Linked DNA regions of Mus musculus: region 2 is linked to region 1. The links are chromatin contacts, called in public HiChIP or PLAC-seq maps. All regions are on one chromosome and are shown on one strand. Each heading gives the region's core, a stretch centred on a gene start, on an enhancer-like site or on the middle of the called end of the contact. The rest is flanking DNA. Distances are from core to core; before and after follow the strand shown. Region 1 overlaps Gpr107 (G protein-coupled receptor 107). Region 2 overlaps Fubp3 (far upstream element (FUSE) binding protein 3).

Region 1 (6,519 bases), core at 2,105-4,604:
TGGAGTTGAAAGAGAACACTCAACAGAGCAGGCTGAGCGCAGCTGTATGGCCAGGGTTCAAACCTCAATTCTGCTGCCTGGTACACATGTGACAGTAAGCAAATCCTCTACCCTCTTGGTCTGGACTTCAATTTGTTCATCTGTTAAGGCAGGAACAATAATATCTAGCCTTAGGGTTACTGGGATAGCCAGCAGGACAAAGGCGGGCAGCAAACGGCTCGCACTCAGCCCCTGGACGCTCTTACAATATTTATCAGAATCCTGTCAGAATTATATGGGGCTAGCCTGCATCGAAGGTAGCACTGTGACTGGTAGAAAGCCAGACTCTAGTAATACTGGAACCCAGGTGAAGCTGGGACTACCAGCACCCAGGCTCTCCTGGAAACAGCGCTGCCGGCCACATGGGACTGACGAGCAGAGGAGCAGCAGCCACAGAGGGGAGGCTCTCAGCATCGGGAGTGTCACAGCCTGGAACCCCAAGCTTCCCTTTCTTCTCTCTCTTCCAAAGACTTCCCAGGAGTCTAGGAGGCTGACAGCTTGCTGCTCCTTGAACCACAGGGAGCTGGGCTCTCATGGGAGTGCAAGCTTGCGGAGGGAGGCTAGGCTGGCTATTTCTGACTAGGCCACACTGGAGCAGCAAATATGGTCAAAGAATGAGCAGGCAAGAAGGGAAACACTATGACTGGGAGCCAGGAGCCCTCAGTCACACCACTGTACTCCACGTGCCTGCCCCTGGCCCATGCGTCCTTCTCCTGGCCATGTTCCTCATCTGGAGGTTAGCCTCGTTAGGGCAGAGGATCCTGTTCAGTGAACACCAGAATGGGCCAGAGCTTCATTTTGCTTGTTTTTAAGACAGGGTTTCTCTGTGTAGCTCTGGCTGTCCTGGAACTTGGTCTGTAGATCAGGCTGGCCTCTGAACTTAGAGATCTGCCTGCCTCTGCCTGAGCTGGGATTAATGGTGTGTGCTACTACCACCTGGCATAAATTAAAGGATTCTTCTGGAATCTAGCCCCGGTCCAGCAATAAGCAACATGGCCACAGTCCAGAGCTGCTGGAGCTCCCCGGGGAGGGCACAGGCACTCTTCTTTCCCCCCAAGGAGCCGGGCCACTGCGGAGCCTGCAGTTTGGCACGGCCCCCTTCTTCCTGCACATGGGAAGTGCTGCCGCCCTTCCCCGGACTGCCACCTCCTACCCAGGCATGGTGACAGCTCTTGTGGAAGGGAGCAGGAGCCGCTTCTCACCAGCGGCTGCCCATGGCCCTGGAAATAACCCCACAGTACGCCACACCAGGCAATCCTGAAACTTGGCTGGGGACCGGCGAGAAGGCTCAGGAGGCAAAAGGTGGCCTGAGTTCAATCCCCAGAACCCATGGAATAAGAAGAAAATCAACTCCTTAATAGTGCCCCCAGGACCTTCAACAAGAGCTCTATGGCTCACACATTCCCCCACTCTGTTGCATATTCATGAACATATGTGCACACTCACAAATAATAAAATAAAAATTAAGGGCCAGTAAGATGGCTCAGCAGGTAAAGGTGATTGCTACCAAACCAGACAATCTGACCCCATCTCCGGGGCCCACATAGGAAAAGAGAGGACAGATTCAAGAAAGGCATCTGCTGACCGTCACGACGACCTCAGCACATGTCACACACATATGTGCTCATGCATGTGCACACACACGCACACACAAAAAAAGTTCTTTAAAAAAATAAATGACATGAAAGGAAGGGGAAGTTAAGGATTCCAAAAGGAGTGAGTGGGTGATAAAAGGGATGGGAAAATGTAATCAAATATACTATAAACATATATGAAAAAAGTACTTCCGAAAGGGGGGGGGTGGGAAGGTGGCTCTACTGTTAAGAGTGTATTGCTGCTCTTGCAGAGGACTCAAGCTTGGTTGTCAGTACCTACATCAGTTGGCTCACAACCGCCTGCAACTCCAATTCCAGGAGACCTGAGCCCATCTTCTGGTCCTCAGGCTCTGCATGCATGTATAGCACACCCTAACCCCCATTATATAGAAATAACTTTTTTTCAAATCTTATAACAAAACCCCTAAGAAGGCCAGAGACAGATCAGACCTGCCCCCAGCTCACTTCCTTTGACAGTTTGGAAACTATCCAAAACCAATAAGAACCACCATGATTGTTACTGTCTATGGAGAGATACAGGCACTGCCATTTCTTCTGCTTCATCTCACAGGCTCCTCTGTGTAGAACGCCACACTGTCAGTGACCTGTCTGGGATGAGTGAGCTGGCCTGGTGAAGGCTAGCCATACACAGCCTGTAAGTGGAGAAGCCAGGCCTCCACTGGAGCCCAAGGCCACTTCCCTCAGCGCCACGCTCTCTCCACCTACACTCCAAATCAGCGAAAGGCAAGCCCCAGCTTCTGACCTTCTGACCACTGCCATCATAGTTCCTGCTGGGGACTGCCAGTGCCATTCTCAGCATGGGCTACTAACTTACAGGGTCAGCTTCTTAAAGCCTCTGCCTCTGTGTAAAGAAAGCCTCAGGCTTAAGACATTCCACTGGCCTACCACCCACGCCCTGCTCCTCACTGCAGTGCCCAGGCTGAGCAGTTGATCCCGCCTGCCCATCCTCCCATCTGCATGAGTCTGCTCAAAGTCACTCCTGGGGCAGAGGGTCTCCCTGTGGGGGCGAACCCCATCACCTGTCCCTGGGAGCAGGAGAGAGGCCACAGGCCAGAGACCTGACACAACACTGGCTTTAAAGTGTTAATGGGGCTCTATAGCCTTCAGAAGGAAATCCCACCAACAAACCTCAGACAGTTTGGGGGAGTCAGCAGGGGAAAGGGCTGTAACTGCCAGTGGCTCGGTTCCTCAGAGCACAGGGCACTTCCTCTCATGCGTCTGGAGGCTGTGAAAACTGATCCCAATTCACTCCTACATGCATTTAAAGCAACAGCCCAAGAGAGGTCAAAGGTAAATGAGCTAAACCACTAGGGTATGTATCTTGTTCTGTGCCAGACCATATCATCAGTGACAGAAATGAAAGTGGGCCAGCAGGACAGGTGGCTCAGATCTACAGAGGCCCCAGTTTCTTAGGAGGCTGAGAGGAAAATCTAGAGTTTAGAAGTTCAGGACGAGCAACCTGCCTCAATCAATCAATCAATCAATCAATCAATCAATTAAAAAGTCCAAAGACCACCGGGCAGGGGAAGCCTGTGCTCCTTTGCCCTTCCTCCTTCCCTCTGACTCCAGAACCCATCATCAGCACTGCTCAAGGAGGGGCCCAAAGGGATGGTCCAGACTGGCTCTGTCAGCGTCTGCTCTCTCCAGCACAGTGTACAGCCGAAGTCCATGAGCTAATCAGATGGACACTACAGTAGAGACTGCAGCCAAGCTTGAGCGCATGTCAGTCAACCCCAGGTCTCCAACACAGATGCAACCAGCAGTGAGCTAGGACGAAGGTCACATTTATGCTTGCTTGATAACACAGGCTACCAACTCAGGCGAGACTCTCCAGGTCAGAGAGTCTGACCTCCCTGGACTACTGCAGCACTCCATCAGAAAGCGCGGCCTGCAATCCTGAGACACACCAGCAGCCCTGGACAGAGCAGGCTATTGGGGGAGGGAGGGCAGCTACCATGAAGTGTGCACACTGAGTTGCTGATACTTAATGAAGCAGTGCATCTCAGCCTGTGCTGTGAGAAGTCCCTGGGCTCTGGATTGTGTCTTACATGACCTTGGAATGGCATTACTTATTAAGTAAGAGATCAGTTATTTCATAGTGTTGGAAGATACAGGTTGGTAGCAATTCAGGAATTTTGAGTGTGTGTCTGAGGTAGGAAAAAACCTGGTTTTGGTGAAAAACATATATTAAATATGCTTGTTTTAAACTGGTGTTATGACATATTCAATCACCCCCTCCGAGCTGTGCTCGAGAGCATGTAGAAGTCCCAGCTGCCCAGGAGCCCTGTGGGAGGGAGGCACTGGCAGACTCTGGGCAGACCTGTGAGGTGGTCCTGAGAGGAGAGCAGAACCCTCTGAGGCTTTTCTGGGCACCACTGTGTGCTGCAAGAGAAACAGGCACATTCCAGTGTTCCCGCGACAGCACTGGGAAAGAAGGTATCTGCAGGTGGCTGTGAGCATCCAAGGCAGCAGCTCCAGACATGATGTCCTTAGTGACACAGGGACAAAAGGATGGTGACAAGGCTCTGTGATTAGATCAGGGACTCATTTCTTTGCCTCTTCTCTTAAAAACTCTGCTGTAGGTGGGAGGGTTCTAACAACCAACACTGAGCAGCAGTGCATATAAAGGTAGGGCAGAGACTCAGCCAGGCTGTCCCCTCAGCAGGCAGGCTGTCCCCACAACAAGTATAGTGGGGAGCTCCCTCTTCTCCTGAGGGCTTCCAGCTGGAGTCTCTAGGCTTCCCTTGGCAACAGCTCTCACTCACCGACCAGAGCATCGTGGCTCCTACTTGGAAAGTGAAAACCAAGGCTGGACAAGCCTGTCACGGAAAGACACTGAAGTGAAGGAGCTGGGGAGGATTGTGCTTACAGACCCCTAAAGCCAGAGCTGTTCCTTGTTCAAGGCTATCTGGTTAAGAAGAACAGAGTGTCATCCCACCCCCACCCCCAAGGCCTTAACTAGTCTTTTTTTAAAAAAATATTTATTTATTTATTTATTTATTTATTTATTTATTTATTTATTTATTATATGTAAGTACACTGTAGCTGACTTCAGACACACCAGAAGAAGCCATCAGATTTCATTATGGATGATTGTGAGCCACCATGTGATTGCTGGGATTTGAACACAGGACCTTTGGAAGAGCAGTCAGTGCTCTTAACCACTGAGTCATCTCTCTAGCCTCCTTAACTAGTTTAGAAAAAGTAGAATCCTCAAACGCAACACTAACTGGTTAAAGAAAAATACTGAGTACAACTCTGGCCACCAAGTGACCACTTAAAAGCAGCCATGGCTTATGCTCAAGTACCAGGACATGGCACATGTGGTCTAAGACATGACATCTCTTAGATGTCTAGAGTAGCTGGGATGGCACACTAGGCAGGGCAGGACAGCAGATGTTAGACTCTGCAACCTCTGTGGTTACTCAGCTCCGCCACTGCAGGGCACAGCAAGCCATCAACAGCCATGGCTACTGTCAAGCACGATTCTATTTATAAAAACATGGGGAGATAGCTGAGTTGTTAAGGTTGTCTAGTGTGCACAAAGCACTGGGTTTGGTCCTTAGCACCTACAAAAATGGGTGTGGTGGTACAGGCATGCAATCCCAGCACATGGGATAGAGGCAGAAGGGTCAGAAGTTCAAGGTCAGCCTTGACTATATAGTTGAGTCAATGATAGCCTGGGTGCTAGAAGACAGTCTTTCTTTCTTTCTCTCTCTCTTTAAAAAAAAAAAAAAAAGGTTCTCAGCCACCAAGAGCACACTACTCCTGCAGAGGATGTAGTTCCCAGCACCCACATTAGGCAGCTACAACACCTTAACTTTAGCTCCAGGGGCATCTGCACTTATGTGCATACCCACACATGCAGTACGTGTGTGCTCCAATAGCACCTGTCACTCAACTCCCTCTGCTGTAAGCTCCAGAATGGCAACCACCGTGCTCTCAGCTCTCTGCTACATATGTGCAGAATAGACAGGCTGCCATGGGGCTGGTGAGATGGCTCGGCGGGTAAGAGCACTGCTGCTCTTCCAAAGGTCCTGAGTTCAATTCCCAGAAACCACATGGTGGCTCACAACCACCCGTAATGAGATCTGATGCCCTCGTCTGGAGCATCTGAAGACAGCTAGCTACAGTGTACTTATGTATAATAATAAATAAATCTTTTTTATGCAATCTGGAACCCCAGCCCAGGGATGGTGGGTCTTCCCACCTCAACTAACCTTATGTGGATAATCCCTCAGGGATATGCCCTGAGACTTGTTTCCCCGGTGATTCTAAGTCTCACAAAGTTGACAGGTTCAACCATCTGTTGAGTGATACCTGGAAAGAGTCAGTGGGGAATTGTCTAGATCAGGTTGGCCTGTGGATGACTATCTCTTGACTGATAGTTGATGTAGGAAGTCCCAACCACTCTAGGAGGAACCACTCCCTAGGTAGGAGGTACAGAACAGTGTAAGTAAGGAGAAGGTAGCTGAGAACGAGCAAGCAAGAATCTATGTGGGGCCGTCGAGATGGCTCAGCGGTTAAGAGTACCAACTGCTCTTCCAAAGGTCCTGAGTTCAAATCCCAGCAACCACATGGTGGCTCACAACCATCCATAACAAGATCTGACGCCCACTTCTGGAGTGTCTGAAGACAGCTACAGTGCACTTACATATAATAAATAAATAAATAAATAAATCATTGGGCTGGAGCAAGTAGGGCCGGAGAGAGAGCAACCATCTGTAATGAGATCTGAAGCCCTCTTCTGGAGTGTCTGAAGACAGCTACAGTGTGTTTACATATAATAAATAAATAAACCTTTAAAAAAAAAGAATCTATGTATTGATTCTTTCTGCTCTTCAGTGTGAATGTGTTTTAAGTT
Region 2 (6,519 bases), core at 1,740-4,239, 390 kb before region 1:
ATCTTGATTAGAGGTACCTCAGATAAAGGGCTCTGCAACTAAGAGCTGCCTCTTTCACCGTGACTCACAGACCCTAGGGACTAGGTATCTGTCCAGCTCTGACTACGGGGAGGCCATCACTTCCCTTCTCTGTAGAGCAGGACCCCGAGTCCCTGAAAAGTAATGAGCGCTTGAGGCTTTTTTACCTTGAGGTCTTTCAATGCAGACCAGGTTAGCTTGGAACTCACACAGAGCCACCTGCTTCTGCCTCCTGAGTGCTGCTGCGATGCTGAGGAAGGCCTGAGCCACAACTAGGTTTTTAAAGTTGTTTGCTCAGATTTTAAAGATAGGATCTTGCTATATAAAGTCCAGGCTAGCCTCGAACATACAATCTTCTTCCCATCTTAGCCTCCTAAATGCCAAGACTCCAGGCCTGTGCCATAGCTATTAATGAAGCCCCTTCCGCCCAAGCCAAGGTCTCATGTAGCCAAGGATGCCCTCAAACTCATTATGATCTTGAACCCCTGATCCTCCTGTCCTCAGCCCAGGGGTGAAGTTCCAGGTATATATCCCTAGTCTGTCTAAATGAGCATATTTAAGAGCATGGGTCATTATTAACAAGAAGCAGATTTCAGGAGCGCTGACTCTTAAACTGTCCCATGGTATCTCTCCTGCCTCACACACTTAGCATCAGCACATGCCTGTCAAAAGAAAGACTCTTGCCAGGCGTGGTGGCACACGCCTTTAATCCCATCACTTGGGAGGCAGAGGCAGGCAGATTTCTGAGTTCGAGGCCAGCCTGGTCTACAGAGTGAGTTCCAGGACAGCCAGGGCTACACAGAGAAACCCTGTCTTGAAAGACCAAAACCAAAAAACAAAAACAAAACAAAAAAAAGGAGGACTCCTGTGGCATTCGAAGAGAGGTCTGTAAGGGAGCCTCGGCTCTTGAGTGTGCAAGGGCAGCCCAGCGCAGCACCAAACGGTTCTCAAATCACCTGCAACTGCTTGATCGTTTCCCCTCCTTTGCCGATGACCAGCCCCACTTTAGATGCAGGGATAAGAAGTTCCTGGATTGTGCTGTTGCCATCCATATCGTTGTGAAAGCCAGGCCCATTCCGACATCGATCCACGATCTGCCCCAGGAGCCGTTTGGCTTGTCTTTGGGAGGGAGAAAAATCACAAGAGACCCAGCATTAAATGGTTGTTTAAGACGTTCTAGGTACCAGGGAAAACACAAAGGAGTCAAGGCAGCCCTCCATCCAGCGCCAGCTCCTGCTCCTGCCTCATAACCTGGGAGGTCTCAACCATTCGCCACGCTACAGTACTGCAATTCAAAGGTAACACACAGCAGAGCACAGCACAGCACAGCACAGCATAGTTTCCCCTGGAGTCTCAGAAGCTAGCCACTGTCAGACCCCACCCCTCATGTCTGCCCTCTGCACCTGCCTGCATCCTCAGAGCCCTGCCTCCTTCAATGCAGCTCTTTTGTCCTTTGTCCACCTCTGTTCCCCCATCTAGCACAACCCTCACAGGAGACACTCAGCACACTTGTTAGCGAGGGTGGGGGAGAAGGAGCGATGAGAGAGACGGAGAAAGCAAGGGTTAGTAGCCACGCTTCAGCCTCTCAATTCCAACGTCTCCGTGTTGCCAGCAACACTGCTTGAGGACTTCCAGCTCAGTCTGGATCTCCAGTGTGGTTCAGGACAAAAGGGGCAGTATCCTGCTGCAGCTGTATTCCAGGGAGCACCTGACTGGTGCAGCCCAGTAGGGACTTTGTGCTTCATAGCCCTGCTATCTGTCTTCATTTCTGCAAGGTATCAACCGAACAACCCAGCCTACAATATCACATGTTGGGCCAGTTTCCTTTTCTGCACCAGAATCTTCCCTGGCTGTTATTTGCAGAATGTATTCTTTAAGTCATCACAATTTGTTGTTGTTGTAAGAGAAACAGATTCATCAAGCAGAAGGCTGTCTGTGCTGGAGAGAGATATTCCTCCTCAAGCTTACTCTCAAGCTGGAGCTCCTTGGGTAGACACAAAGTGGGAGCGTTTAGGAGTAGGAAGGGCGAGCCGTCTTTTGCAGTCTTGAGCCTTTGTGTGCAGAATCATCTTATGGGCTCTCAGCTGCAGCAGCTTTTTAGTATTTTGCTAGTGTACTAGATTAACCTGTGCTGGAAAAAAATGCTGGGACTCCAGCACAACCATCCAGCTTGCCCTATAATGCACACCTGCCAGTGGTATTTATTCTGGTTCATCGCTTGCAATGTTATAGCAGAACAAGAGAATTTAAACCCATCTAGGCTCCCTGAGAAATGGAAACAATAAAACAACCCTACCTATTGAGCTAGACATAATCTCAGCTCCCCTGTCCCCTAGCCAAACACTACTGTACAGACCGAAAGGGGAAAGCGAACCACTCCAGCCTGCAGTCCTGCTCCTCTGGAGGTACGTGGGTCTATGAGCTTTGTGTTTGGTATAGGGCTCTGAGCAAGCATGTATCAGGACAGGGAAGCAAGGCAAATTATCAGGGCTCTTGCCAACAGCAATGTCACATGTTGGGCCAAGGCACCTGCTGACTGGTTCACAGGCTCTGTGAGTGGAGCAAAGGACAGTGGATTCACTTGGTTCGCAAGCATCAAAAGAGTAAGCAGATCAATTGGCCCAGGGAAAACGCCTGGTACCCAGTTTTTTAAGCTCACAAAGTGATCAAATCCTCTGATCCAGGTCTGTTCAGGTATGGGAGGTGTTAACAAGGAGGTTGCTGATTAGTGTGATTAGCCAGGATGAGTGTCCACTGCTCAGCCCCTGATTTATGGAGAGGTCATGACAGCTAGGAGGCATTCTGGGCTTGTGTGTTTGGGCTAAAAGAAGAGCTGTCCTGGTGTGGTGTGGTAAGCTCCCAGGTCTTTCTGCTACTGGAGGTGTGCTGTGGGCAGACTCAGCACAGAGGGACAGTATGCAGCAGCAGTACTGCCCTTCCGTTTCTCCTCACTTGGGGAAGGAGGAAGAAGAAGTGAAAGGAAAAAGTAAATAAAACAAACTTACTCAATACTTTCTGGGGTTCCGGTAAGTACACAGGGCCTCTCTGGAATCCCAGAACTCTCTATAAGAAGAATCAAGAAGATGAGGTGTGTTGGTGGGCATCAGGCAGCTGTGTGCCTTTGCCTCTGTGTGTAGACTGTCTCTCTCTGGGGCTGGTTCCTACACCACCCCCACAGAAGCACAGTCTCCCAAAAAGACCAGTTTGCTTTGCTGGGGGACAGAACTTTAGTTCTCAACCTAGAGACTGAGTCCCACAGAGAGCCAGCAGGACACAGCAGAGCTCTGTGAGTTGGTCCTAATTACCAAGCCCCACTCACTCGGACTTGCCCAGAGGCTCCTTAGCACTGCAGTCACTCCCTCAGGTTTCCCTCACACTGTGTGCAGAGCAGCTCCATAGTCACCAGCCTGCAGACGGCTCTGCGGTGTACTCAGGACTTTATAAACACGCCAGGATTACAGCATTTATTGTATTCACATCCCAAGAAATCGGCAGCAGGGATGTGCTACTGGTCTCTGGGCCATTTGACAGGAGAGAAAACCCTTTGTTTCCAACACCCACATGTTTTATTTATTTACCCATATGTTTTAAACTGACCCTAAAAACTCCTTAAAAATCTTTTCTCAAAACACTGAAAGAGGGAGCTTGCATTCGCCTAGCCTATGTATGTAAACTGTTTTTACTCCCTGGCACTGTAAAAACCAACAAAAAATCCTCAAGACAAATCGCTAAGAGCCATTACTGCTTTTAAGACACTGAAGTGAGTATTGTATAAATGACGAACGTTCTCTACAGGAATGTCTCCAGACCTCTCCTCCTCTCAAATGGAGCGAGGACACACTCGGATGACATACTAAAACTACAACTCAAATAAAACTGTTCTTTAACCAGTGTCTTTCAACGTCAAATGGTCAGAACTGAAAGAATGTCTGAGCAGTCCAGAAAGGTGTCTGACCCCCACTCAGCCAGGAGCCCTACTGTCCTCCCCACAAAGTGGAAGGATGGTCTTGTACAGGGAAGCTGGGTGCAGGCCCCACTATGCCTGGCATCACATTCTGGTGCAGAAAACATATGTCTTAGCCCAGCCAGCAGGTGTTAGGAGGAGGAGGCCACACTGGCCAGAGTTGAGTGTTGCCCTAGGAGGCAGGCGTGAACCTCATTACCAGGCTGGCTTTTGATTTTGGTGCTCAGGTGGGGTCCAACCCCAGAAGTGCAAAACAGACAGCAATCACACATACTTACCCTAGCTTCTAACCAAAAGCAGACACAGATTGTGGAAACTGCTGTCAAACACTGATTTCTACTAAATGAATCTATGAGGAAAGTAGCCCTTACCTGAGGCAATCTGAATTTTGCACCCAGATTCTGCTTGAATTCGTGAAATCTGCTCACCTCCCCTGCCAATAACTGCAATGAAACGAGCAGGGTCAGAAGGTGCCCCCCTTTGCACACATAAGCACACATGGATAGCTTAATTAACTCAGCAAACATTTACACTCTGCTCACAGCTCACTATAAGCCAACCTCTGGGGAGTCCTCTCAGCTCATGGACGTCACAGCAACAGACGATGCATGTGACACACAGCAGGTAACGACTTCGGCCTTGGCAAGCATAGCTAGGGGTGGCCAAGTACTCTGATGTTCAGATGATACTGACCACGATGCCTGCAACAGTCCCCCTAGCAGGCTACCACAGGTGACATGCTCATAAGAGAGTCTAACAGACAAGAACAGACAGGAGTTAAGGAAAAAGGCAATACTTACTAAATCCAACCATTTTATCAGGCACTTTGAATTCTTCTGTTATTACTGCCCTAAAAACAAAGAAAGTTTTTAGTAAAAGACAGAATTCAAACTTCTGCAACCAACTTATATCCCCAAGATGAAAGCTTAAATCAATCATGCTTGCTGATTTGGCCTTTCCCAAACACCCAGAGAATGTCGTTTTGGGGTCCCTTTGGTCAAGCATTCCTTGGGAACCCCAAAGCCTCCTATCTCCGGCCAAAGCAGAAACACCCAGATGCTTCCACCAGCTTCCTCCCTAGCTGCCTGCTGGACAGACAGACGTTTATGTGACTGGCAGAGGTAACAGACGGGTCATCAAGCCCAGGACAGGTAATGAGCTGCTGGGGTATGGAAAGAGCTTCAAGACATTTATTAAGGTATGAGCTCTAGATTAAAACAGTCAACGTTTTTGATTTCCTGATCTGTTTCCTATGTCTTTTAAGATAGTACGTGCCCAGGAAACCCAGCACCCTGCAGAGCCTAATCAGTGTAAGGCAGGACAGCACAATCGCCTCACTCGTGCTGTGAGAGACTTTTTTGTTAAATACTATCCTGTTCATCAGGTGCCTTCAAAAAAAAAAGACTTCATCGGCTCTTTCACACAAACTTAGAAACGTAGCATGCAGTGTATTGTGGACAATATCCAATTGCCCAGCACCACAGAAAGCAATTAAATCTAAACATTTACCTTAGGGGATGCTACATACAAGTAGTCTTTAAAAAAAAAAATCAAAAAACAAAAAACAACCTTAGAAAAGCATACATTTTCAAGCCTTTCTCACACAGCTGGATTTTTACCCATCATGGAAAGGATCGAATACAGTCCATTTTCAGGGGAGTGCAGCACTTAGAAGAAATGCAACAGCATAAATAGCTCTGCCACCACGTCACCATGACAGGAACTGTCCTCAGCCTGCACACAGGGATCTTTCCCCACGTCTCTCCCTATCTGGAGCAATACAAGCATTCACGAAACTCTAATGGGGCCAATACCTGGCACCCACCAGCCCTCAAGGCCCAACGACCCCTAGCAGAGGCCAGGCCTGCCAGGATGCACTTTAGCACGGTGGCAGGGGCTCAGCATCCTGTACATGAAACCGTGAGCTGGGTCTGCTTATGAATGGGTAATGTCAGGACTGGTCAGCCCTGTGTAAGGTGACTACACAGCATGCTTGCCAACAGTCCTAAGCTCATCCCCAGCACCGAAAACAAAACCAATCCCAACAAGACCCCTAACACAACAACATACACAATAGAGAACACCACAGTGCTGGGCAATTCTCTAGCACTCATACATGACGCTGGCTATCAATCTCAATTTCTAGCTCCCCTCCAACCCTCCTCTATATACCTCTGGCTGGACCGGGGCTTCTTATGTAGACTAGGCTGCCTTGGATTCAAACATTCCATCTATGCCTCCCAAGTGCAAGGATAAAGTCATATGATACCACACCCAGCTCAAAGGCTCTATTCGGAAAGAAAGGCAGAAACTGGTCTAAGGCACTAAGAATAGGCACCCTGGAAAAGTTACATGCTAATTACAGCTTAAAAGGAAATGCTTATCAGCATTTCATACTAACAACCTCACATAAGTTATTTTAACTCATTAAACAAACAAAACAATGAAACAAGAAATTCAGGCTAAACCTTCCAACTTAACTGACTGTTGGTGATGTTAACAGACCCAGCATTTTATGTACAACAGGGAGGGAGCAG

What was found. HiChIP or PLAC-seq counts read pairs in DNA pulled down with a chosen protein or histone mark.
Region 2: a contact with region 1 is called in an H3K27ac HiChIP or PLAC-seq map of microglia, with 4 times the contacts expected there. The contact joins two enhancer-like sites. A contact is called at or near these places in 1 of 39 promoter capture datasets (hippocampal neurons), 1 of 115 datasets of contacts at active chromatin or transcription factors (microglia) and 1 of 9 other capture datasets (embryonic stem cells).

What each region holds. Positions count from the first base shown.
Region 1 is chr2:31,198,981-31,205,499 of GRCm38.p6, reverse strand. The region is part of intron 14 of Gpr107 (G protein-coupled receptor 107); the gene reads right to left. Among named protein-coding and RNA genes, the nearest start is that of Gm22516, 13 kb to the right of the region's middle. Within about 2 kb of position 3,354, at least 25 of the 459 cell types and tissues checked have an H3K27ac peak or open chromatin away from gene starts, as enhancers often do. A contact at or near this core is called in microglia, where this site is marked.
Region 2 is chr2:31,593,156-31,599,674 of GRCm38.p6, reverse strand. It overlaps Fubp3 (far upstream element (FUSE) binding protein 3), which reads right to left. Exons shown (of 18, transcript NM_001033389.4): 4 at 4,783-4,832; 5 at 4,354-4,425; 6 at 3,024-3,081; 7 at 975-1,137. Among named protein-coding and RNA genes, the nearest start is that of Mir6998, 16 kb to the left of the region's middle. Within about 2 kb of position 2,989, at least 9 of the 459 cell types and tissues checked have an H3K27ac peak or open chromatin away from gene starts, as enhancers often do. A contact at or near this core is called in microglia, where this site is marked.